Regions from separate parts of the Danio rerio genome. Here region 1 is linked to region 2. The links are chromatin contacts, called in public Hi-C maps. All regions are on one chromosome and are shown on one strand. Each heading gives the region's core, a stretch centred on a gene start, on an enhancer-like site or on the middle of the called end of the contact. The rest is flanking DNA. Distances are from core to core; before and after follow the strand shown. Region 1 holds the start of sbno2b (strawberry notch homolog 2b). Region 2 holds the start of polr2eb (RNA polymerase II, I and III subunit E, b).

Region 1 (5,211 bases), core at 2,074-4,573, 170 kb after region 2:
TTAACTGTAATTATTTATTTGTCTTTTTTGCAAGATTACTATTCAAATTTAAATGTTAATAAGAATGCAACAAGTTATGAAAAAATATATTTATTGTGTAATAATTTTGTTCTATTTCTGACTAATTGAATTTCATTTATTGTAATTATATATTTATTATTTAAATGCTTATAGTTTTTAAACTGCAATTACCTAAACATTTGTGTCTTGATTCTTTTGCAAGATCACTGTTCAAATTTAGAAGTCAACAAGAATTCAGAAAGTTATGAAAAAAATATATTGCATTTTAATTTTGTTCCATTTCTGACTGAACTAATTCTATTTATTGTAATTATATATTAATTATTTAAAATGCTTATATATTTTTTTTAATTAACTGTAATTACTTAATATATATTTGTGTCTATTTCTTTAGAAGAATACTGTTTAAATTTAATGTCAAAAAGAATGCACCAAGTTATGAAAAAATATATCTATTGTAAAATAATTAGTCAGTCTTGCTAAATGACGTATACTGTCATTTAAAAAAAACTATTTCATGTGATAATCATCTAATCTTACTGCAATAATTTATATATATGACCAAACAATAAAATACAGAAGTAACTGCGCATCAGTTCCACATCATTAGAAAAATGCAAAAATTATTTTATTTTAGGAGCGTTTTTTGTGTATTCTTTAAAGGGAAAGTTTGTGAAGAAGCTAAAATGCATAATTTACTAACGAAGATAAAAAAAAAATTATAACACTTTGAGTAACAATTAACACCATTTACTACTGGTTTATTATCTGCCCGTTATTAAGACATTAACTGTTATTAAAGTTTAATCTTCTTTTACATCCCTAATCACTAAACACAACTACTACCTTATTATTAACAAATAAGTATCCGCTAATTATTGAGCTAAAATTCTTCATTAATGGTTCATTAATTGTATAAACTTTTTCATTAAAATAAAGTGCAACCAACATTTTAAATCAACACATCTAAAAATAATAATAACATATTTTGATTTTGCGAAGAAGCTTAAAAGAATTTGCTCACTACAGCATTGTAAACTCAATAATAAACTGTTCAAAAGTATTATAATTTAAACTTTTAAAAGCTAAAATGCTTGAGAAAATGCTAAACTAATACAATTATTATGATTTTTAATAAGAATATTTAAATTATTCTTTCATTTTAAACCTTTAAAGCTAAAATGGTATAGAAGAGGCTAAACTATTAAAATTATTATGATTTTTAATAAGAATATTTAAATGAATTTTTAATATCACATTTTAAAAAGCTAAAATGTTTGCCCAAAATATTAACATGAGCAATTTGCTAAACTGTGATAACATTTTCAAGTCTATAAGTCAAAAGGAAAGTTAATCCGTTGAACTTTTAGAAGCTAAAATGCACTGCAAAAATGCTGGGTTCCACACAATTCATTCATGTTGCCCCATCACTAATCAATTAAGTTAACTTAATAGTTTTTACAAATTTAAAAAAAATTGAACACAAAACAATGAAGTTGTTGGTGTTATGTTTTACTTATTTTAAATAAATAGTTTGAACAAGCAACAAAAGCCAATTTTTAAGTGTGATTAACCCAATTCTTAGGATTCAATTTTAAAATCAATAAATTTTATAATAAAAATAATATATTTCAAACTAGTTTAATACCTATAATGATCTAGCAATTAAATGCAATAAAAGCATAACATTATTTTACATTTGGCTTTTAAGTATGGTTTAACTCCTAGCTAAACTGGTGCATGATCGTAAAAAAAATATCTACAAAAAAAATAAATAATAATAAATTAGTTTCAGTTTCAGTTCAACTGAACTTGTTTATAAACCAAATTCCTTTGAACACCAGATACACTCAAATCTGTCACACAAAACTTCTCCAGCTTCAGTTTTAGTCACTATTTTGAGTACATTTTTGTTGTGCATTTTATACATATATTACATTCTGTTACTACAAAAATGAAACAGCCAAACTCCCTTTGTTTTTCTCCATATGTAGCCGTCTAGACCAAGTGATGTCAACTTGCGTCACCCATTTGGAGAACAAGAGCCTCTAATTGAGCCTTTCTACCCTCTGCTGCCAATGAAAGAAGAGAGAAGTTTGCGTGACTTCTGTACCCACACAATCCACTGTGTACATTGTCATATCTGAACAACGAGGCTGATATCACCTGATTAAATACAGGATTAAACATTATTACTTCTCCATTAGATTTAAATAGGAACGGATGTCAAGAACTGCGGTCCAGCAAAATCATCCTCCCACTTCATCATTTTCCATGGAAGTATCTGTTTGCATCAAAGCAATTCTGTGTAAATACTGTAATTCCTACGAACATCTGTGTCATTTGAAAGTGAAAGACTTTCAACTACGGGAAAATTATCCCAATAAGTCCCAGTAAGCTCTTGATTTATTAGTGCTGTATCTTTTCTTTCTTTCTTTCTTTCTGAAAAATCACTTGGATACCAAATTAAATAACAACAGGACAATATATTTTACAGCAATATATGAGTTCAGACAAGCTCAACTCAAGCCTGAAGTGTTTACACTGTCACTCATCCCTTATTAATAAACCTAATTCATAGAATAAATTAGATGTGACACATATATTATTATTATGTTTACACAATGCATTAGAGATCCATTTAACATACTGACAAGAAATGTCACCTAGAACAAATACAGAAATGAAAACAGAAACTGAAATTAAAATATGTGCTCTTATGACTTGCATTTTAACATATACACACTCAAATAGTGTTTTTCTTGTTTACAACCTGTGGTATTTGACAAATACGTCGTGTTACAGTACTTTTATGTCTCTCACAAAACTTTCCTTGACTTGAACCAATTTTGACTTTATACATAGTATTCTGCATTGAAAATAACGAGATATTTCAACTTATAACTTTTTGAAACCTTCATGAAATAAACTATCACTTTAAAATGTCATTAAACGTATAATAATTGGGCGTCTTGTCAACTGACAATACAACTTACCTTCACAAACTGCGCTACTCGGCCGCACCGCGCATGCGCCACACAGTTGAGACGCCGGCACACAAACAACTCTAGAAACTGACAGGAACACGACTTCAGACTGACTTACTTGACTAAAAGCGGCTCTTGAATATATTTCCCTCGTCTTTTCCCTTGTTTGACGCCTTGGGACTCGTAACAAAAAGAATATTCCTGGTCTTCTGATCTCAACTCGTCACACTTGAAGCCATGTTGAAGTGAAAACCGATACTTCCGCGGCTGACTTTTCTGACACGTCTGACTGCACTCGCGTCAAAGTCAAGTTGCGTATTCAACGCGACGCGTCTGGCAGTGGTTATACGTCACCAGCCAGTTACCAATCACATACGACGTTCTCGTTGCCGCGTAAAGTCATTGGTGGATTGTCATAGCGTCGCGTTTGTGTCGCGTCTCACCCGCGCCGTACATGAAGTAATCCATTCTGTTGTATGAAAACAAAGTATGATATAACAAATAGTCTTGGTTTTATAGTGAAATTGTATTAATGGAACATGTCTGAAACCACTTCACGGAGGTTTAACGTGTATTTGAGGTTGTTTTCTAATGTTTCGGTATCTCTCAATAATTTCTTAGTTTGTTGCGTCACCTAGTGAACACAATGTGAAGCTACGTCACTGCTAGCTCAGGTCATCCCATTAATGAGGTCATCCAAGGTTTAGGTGACCTTTACCTTCAGTGGTGCATTAAAAATCTTTTAGTAGCCTAAACATTTTACTTAAAAAAAATTCAATGTAGCCTAAACTATTCCCTTTAATGTGCATTCACTACCAGATGTACTAGCATTTATTAGCCTATTATTACAATATTTGGTTTGTTTTGTAATAATAGGCTAATAAAATAATAATAAAACATTATGTAGGAGCAATGTGCAAAAGCTCAGTGTAGCCTGGACTGTGCCTTTAATCTGGGGTGAACTTACCAATGAACCAATAAGCGAGGTAAGCAGCCGCTTAGGGCCCCAGGGAATTAGGGGGCCCTGACCAATAACAGGAAGCCTATATTAATCATATAGCTCTTTTAAATGCTGTAAAATATGTCTAAAAGCATAAAGATTTTAACGTTATTCTTATTTTCAACATTCTTTTTTAAACACCTGTCAGAAGATGAGAACGTTGGGCTTGTTAAGAGAAGACCTGCTCAAATAACAGATAATTCCCCAGAGATCAGTGACGGTTGCCAATTCACAAAATGCAGTTATTCAGTTCATATGAAAAATGGCAAAAATATTTAGGGTGATTGATTGGGAATTAAATTTGATTTCATGTTTCGTTAGATAATACAGCAGTTTCAAGAAAAAAAAAAATCTACACACAAATATTGAAATCTAATCACAAATATGGCTAATTAACTTTAAAGTTAGTTTATGAACTTGTTTTTTTTATTTGTGAATTTAGTGTATTTAATTTTACATTAAGAAGATAAAGGTTCCACTTTAAATATATTTTAAATGTACAGTTTATTTACAACCACAACAACAAACTAAAGAAAAAGAGAATGATTTGAGTTTCAATGCTAAACCCCCCTATAACTGGACTTGCCTAGGACCCTCAAATCCCCTAGTCCGCCTCTACCTTTAATGTGCATTTACTATAAAATGTATTAGCATTTATTAATTTATTACAAAACATTATTAAAAATGGTTTTGTAATAATTGTCTAATAAAATAATAATAAAACATTATGTAGGAGCAATATGCAAAACCTCAGTGTAGCCTAGACTGTCCTTTTAATGTGCATTCACTACCAAGTATATCAGCATTTATTAGCCTATTATTACAAAACCATGTTTTGTTTTGTATATTCTACTAAAACATCATCTAGTAAAATAGTCATCTGTAAAAATAGTCTAATATATGCTAATACATTTGGTAGTAAATGCACATTGTAAATGGACAGTTTACCCCCAAAATAAAAGTTCTGCCATCATTTACTTACCCTTCACCACTTCACTTTTGAAAAATGCTGGTTGCTTATAATTATTAACTTACATTGTATTTTTATTTAATTTTTTTTGTGCCAGCAACCAGCAATCTTAAAAGTATCTTTTTTGTGTTCAAAGATGTATTAATTTTGCTATATAATAATAGGCTAATAAATGCTAAAACATTTAGTAGTAAATGCATATGAAATGCACAGTCCCCCCCCCCCCCCGAAAA
Region 2 (4,589 bases), core at 148-2,647:
TTAGTTGAAGTTAGCAATGTTATGTGAAGTTGTGAAGTTATATGAAGAGGGTGACTGACGTCACTTGTACGCCAGCTTGTGGTGAAGACAGGAGAGACACGTTTTGGCTGTCTTCTAATTTAATCCATCCTGCCAATTCTGCATAAAATTAATGTCCCAAATTGTTTTGCTGCATTAGCTAACTGACACTGGACTGTTCCATCGCGCCGCGGCCGCATTGGACTCGTGCAGGCAAGGGGAGTGGCTCGTTACATTCACTCCGTGAGGATTTCTCCCAATTTGGATGGACGCATGTCATCACTCAATCGTCAAGGATTTTCGTAGGAAACACATACACTGATTCACAGTCATTGAACTACGTTTTACATTACATTCAGGACTTTGAAGTTTCATATATATAAATATATGTTGAAATTGGGACGTTTAGACAACTGAAACTGTATTTTCCTACTTCTGTATAGTTTTATTTTTTTTTCAAAAAGGGCTGAATTGCTGTCAACATATTGTATTTTATTTATTTAATTTTGTTTGTTTTGAATACATGAGTATGTTTTTATAAGGGCTGAAAAGCAGTTCAGATACAGACCAGAAAATTTGCAATACAGCAAACTCAAAAGTATTTTCTTGTGTTTGGGTTTTTTTATTTTTTTTTATTTGAGCAGTTGGAGATTATAGTATTAATAATATGTAAAATTTGACCACACCATTCAATAATATATTGTGTCGTTAAGTTGAGATATCCCGAACCCGAGATTTCAAGTAAATTGTGTTGAAATTTCATATATACTTTAGAAAGCTCAGACCCAGTAGATAATTTTCCCCTTTTCAGTAAATCAATTTCATAGGTGGGTTACAATAAGACAAAATTAATGATCGTTATCCTTTTGTAAACCCTTTTTCAAAACAATTTATTAATTGTTCTAATCGATTTTGTTAACTTTTGAACACAAGCAGACATAACGTTACAATAAATGTAATTGACGTAAATCTACTCAATCAAAATCCTCTGGAATAATTGCTAATGTATTTTTTTAACCCTGTAACATTTCCTAAAACGCTGGGGACGACGCTCTATGGTCAAAATGAATCACTGAATCGCCTTGACACCGGATATTTGAACTGTTCGATTGAATCTATATTCAAACGATTCAAACCCTACGCACTTCTCAAATGCTATACAACTCTCTTTCCTTCCTTGTTCGTTTACATAAAACAAAATCAGTATTTAAAGAAAGCAATAGCTGTGATATTGCTTAGAAGTTGTGATACTTCTAAGCAACGCGCACTGTTTTTTGTACGAAATAAAGCTGCGCATTGTTTTTTTTTTTTTTTTTTTTTTTAAAGCTGCGCATTGTATCTACGCTGTGGCGTAACGTCTGACGTCATTTACTCGCGCCAGCAACGGGAAACAAACGTGGAGAAGAAGCATCACATTAGCGGATTGTTTTGATCGTCAAAATTTGGTATTAATCATATTTATAGCGCAGTATGGATGACGAGGAAGAGACATACAGACTATGGAAAATTAGAAAAACTATAATGCAGGTAAAGAAAGACATATATGCTTTATTTATAACGTTTCGCACAGTTTAGTGATGCTTGTTCCGGTTTACTATTGAATGGATTTCATGTCTTTTATAAAACCATACACATTTAAATAACAGAAATAACATGATGTAATAACAATGTTGATATTTAACCAACAGCTTTGTCACGATCGCGGATATTTGGTGACGCAGGATGAATTGGACCAGACTCTTGATGAATTCAGGAGTCAGTTTGGAGATAAACCGAGCGAGGGTCGACCACGACGAAATGACCTGACAGTCCTGGTGGCCCACAATGACGACCCGACCGACCAGATGTTTGTGTTCTTCCCGGGTATGTTTTATTCCGCAGCAGCCCTATTTATTTAACTAGTCCGAGATAACAAGGAGTGGTTATTAGGTGAAGTTGGTTTTATATTCGGACAATCTCCTTAATAATATAATTTCAGAAAAGTATTCTATGCTAATTCTAAACAGGGAAATCATATTAGCAGCCAGCTACTATCAAATACATCACTGTTAATTAAATAGTCAAATAGGGCTAATGTTGTTTTAAAGTCATACTTCCATGCGATTGCAGACTGAATATTCAAAGCATCATGGTAAAAATGGACAAACGTGAAACCAGCTTTACCTCAGTGGAGTGGTTGATCAATTTTGTATTTACGTTAAAGAGTTTAAATATATTGAAACTTCAATTTTGCTTTCAGAGGAACCAAAGGTTGGCATCAAAACCATAAAGATGTATTGCCAGCGCATGCAGGAGGAAAACATCACCCGCGCCATCATTGTAGTACAGATGGGCATGACACCCTCCGCCAAACAGGTGCAACTCGCACATTTACTAATGTTTACAGTTCTAATGTCGAGCACTTTACAAGATAAATACGTTTTTTTATCTCTCTCTGTCACATTTCAGTCTCTGGTCGACATGGCACCAAAGTACATACTGGAGCAGTTTCTTCAGCAGGAGCTTCTAATCAACATTACAGAACACGAGGTGAGGAGACTTAAAGTTATAGCTCACCCAAAAAGTGAAAATTCTGTCATCATGTACTCACCCTTGTTCCAAAACTGTTTGAGTTTATTTCTTCTGTTGACAACAATGTTGGAAAGCAGCAGCCATTGACCTGCTGTAGTATTTTTGTTCCCGTTAAGGAAGTCAATGGCTGCACGGTTTTTAATTCACTGGTGGAAAAAAGCACCTTAATGTTGTATCACTTACTGTTAGTCCAAAATCACATTCGGAGAACTATTATATTTTTAGCTGATGAACAATAAAAAAATCCACAGCCAATCAGAATCTCCTAACTTAAAAAGCCAGTTTACACAGAAATAACTCTTCTGACATCATTTAATCTCCGTCCACTAGTTTCTAGCGTTGAAGTTTCTTTCTTCTTTTGAACACAATGGGCTATATGCACACAGACTTTTAATATGGTTTCCGGTGCCTTATATATATATATATATATATATATATATATATATATATATATATATATATATATATATATATATATATATATATATATATATATATATACACACACACACACATACATGATATAAAGTGCTATAAAGCGGTGTGTTAAATTATTTTACCTCAGTATTTTGAATGGAGTTTCTGCGCTAGCCTGCTGCCATTGACAGCGCTAGCAGTTACACAGTCTATTATCTCATTTTATGCTTGAACTACTAAATGAATGCTTAAGTTTATTTAAGGGATTGTATTTCAATTACATTACGATGTTGTAAAAGCAACCTTATAAATAGTCACAAAAACCTTTTACTGTTGGTTTAAAAACACTAGCTGTTCATATTGCCCATTGAAGAATGATCCATTGAATTCCACTGTATAATTTGGTTCTTTGTGAAGAAAATCTTGTTTCTCTTGATCAGAGATGCCCAAACTCAGTCTTAGATGGTTTAGATCCAACTTGCTTCTGCACTCATGCCTGGAAGTTTCTAGTAGAGCTAGTAAGAGCTCGATTAGCTGGTTCAGGGGTTGGAGCCAAACTCTGCAGTGCCGAGTTTGGGCACCTTTTTTTTTCTTGATAATTAATATATTCATCATTTTTGTTTTGAGCACTTTTTTAAGATGCTTAACACTTTTATCTAATTATCCTTTGCAATAACTATGGTTTCATGTATTTCAGCTTGTTCCAGAGCACATAGTTATGACAAAAGAAGAAGTGACTGAGTTGCTGGCGCGGTAGTATCCTTTCATGAAAGATGCTTAAGTTTACAGCAGTGTTATTTTCATATTTCTATGGTTTAGCTCAACTTTGTGTATTATATATGTTTAACTCCAGTTGGATAGTTCACAGTACATGTAGGTCACCTTAACCAGCGCTTCTCCAGTAAGCTAAAGGAAAGCCAACTTCCCAGAATTCAAGCTGGGGATCCCGTTGCACGTTACTTTGGCTTAAAAAGAGGCCAGGTAGGAAATCAGCCCAATTTTTAGCTCATTTTGATTGACCGCAATCAGCTGATAGTTTGTGAATTTGTGTGTGTTTTTCAGGTTGTTAAGATCATCAGACCGAGTGAAACGGCTGGCCGATACATCACATACAGATTGGTCCAGTAATGTTGGTGAGCTCTTGTCTTTTATTAACCTTTAAATAAAGCGCTTCACTTTTTCCACATCTTTCTATGTTACAGCCTTATTCCAAAATGGGTTAAATTCATTTTTTCCATCCTCTACACACAGCACCCCACAATGACAGTGTGAAAAAAGATTTTATTGAAAATAAAAAGTACACAAGTATTCACAGCCTTTGCTGTAAAGCTCTAAATTGAGCTCTGGTACATTGTTTCCACTGATCATTCTTAAGATGTTTCAGCAGCTTAATTGGAGTTCACCTGTTGTAAATGCAGTTGATTGGACATGATTTGAAAAGGCACACACCTGTCTATATAAGGTCCCAGCATTGACAATGCATGTCAAAGCAGAAACCAAGCATGAAAACAAAGGACTTGTCTGTAGATCTCTGAGACGGAATTGTCTTGGGGCACAAGGCTGGGGAGGGTTACAGAATTTCT

The links. Hi-C and Micro-C count contacts between places; a contact is called where the count stands out from the background.
Region 1: a Hi-C map of hematopoietic stem cells shows a contact between it and region 2, with 3 times the contacts expected there. The contact joins the promoter of sbno2b here to the promoter of polr2eb in region 2. A contact is called at or near these places in 2 of 18 Hi-C or Micro-C datasets (caudal fin and hematopoietic stem cells).

Annotation. Positions count from the first base shown.
Region 1 is chr22:17,471,663-17,476,873 of GRCz12tu, forward strand. sbno2b (strawberry notch homolog 2b) reads right to left here and starts at 3,324. Exons shown (of 32, transcript NM_001423267.1): 1 at 3,127-3,324.
Region 2 is chr22:17,299,173-17,303,761 of GRCz12tu, forward strand. polr2eb (RNA polymerase II, I and III subunit E, b) reads left to right here and starts at 1,398. Exons shown (of 8, transcript NM_001003564.2): 1 at 1,398-1,545; 2 at 1,707-1,881; 3 at 2,258-2,373; 4 at 2,467-2,547; 5 at 3,704-3,762; 6 at 3,909-3,987; 7 at 4,069-4,139. The coding sequence starts at 1,489. The coding sequence ends at 4,134. It overlaps im:7147916, which reads left to right. Exons shown (of 1, transcript XM_073936813.1): 1 at 1-619.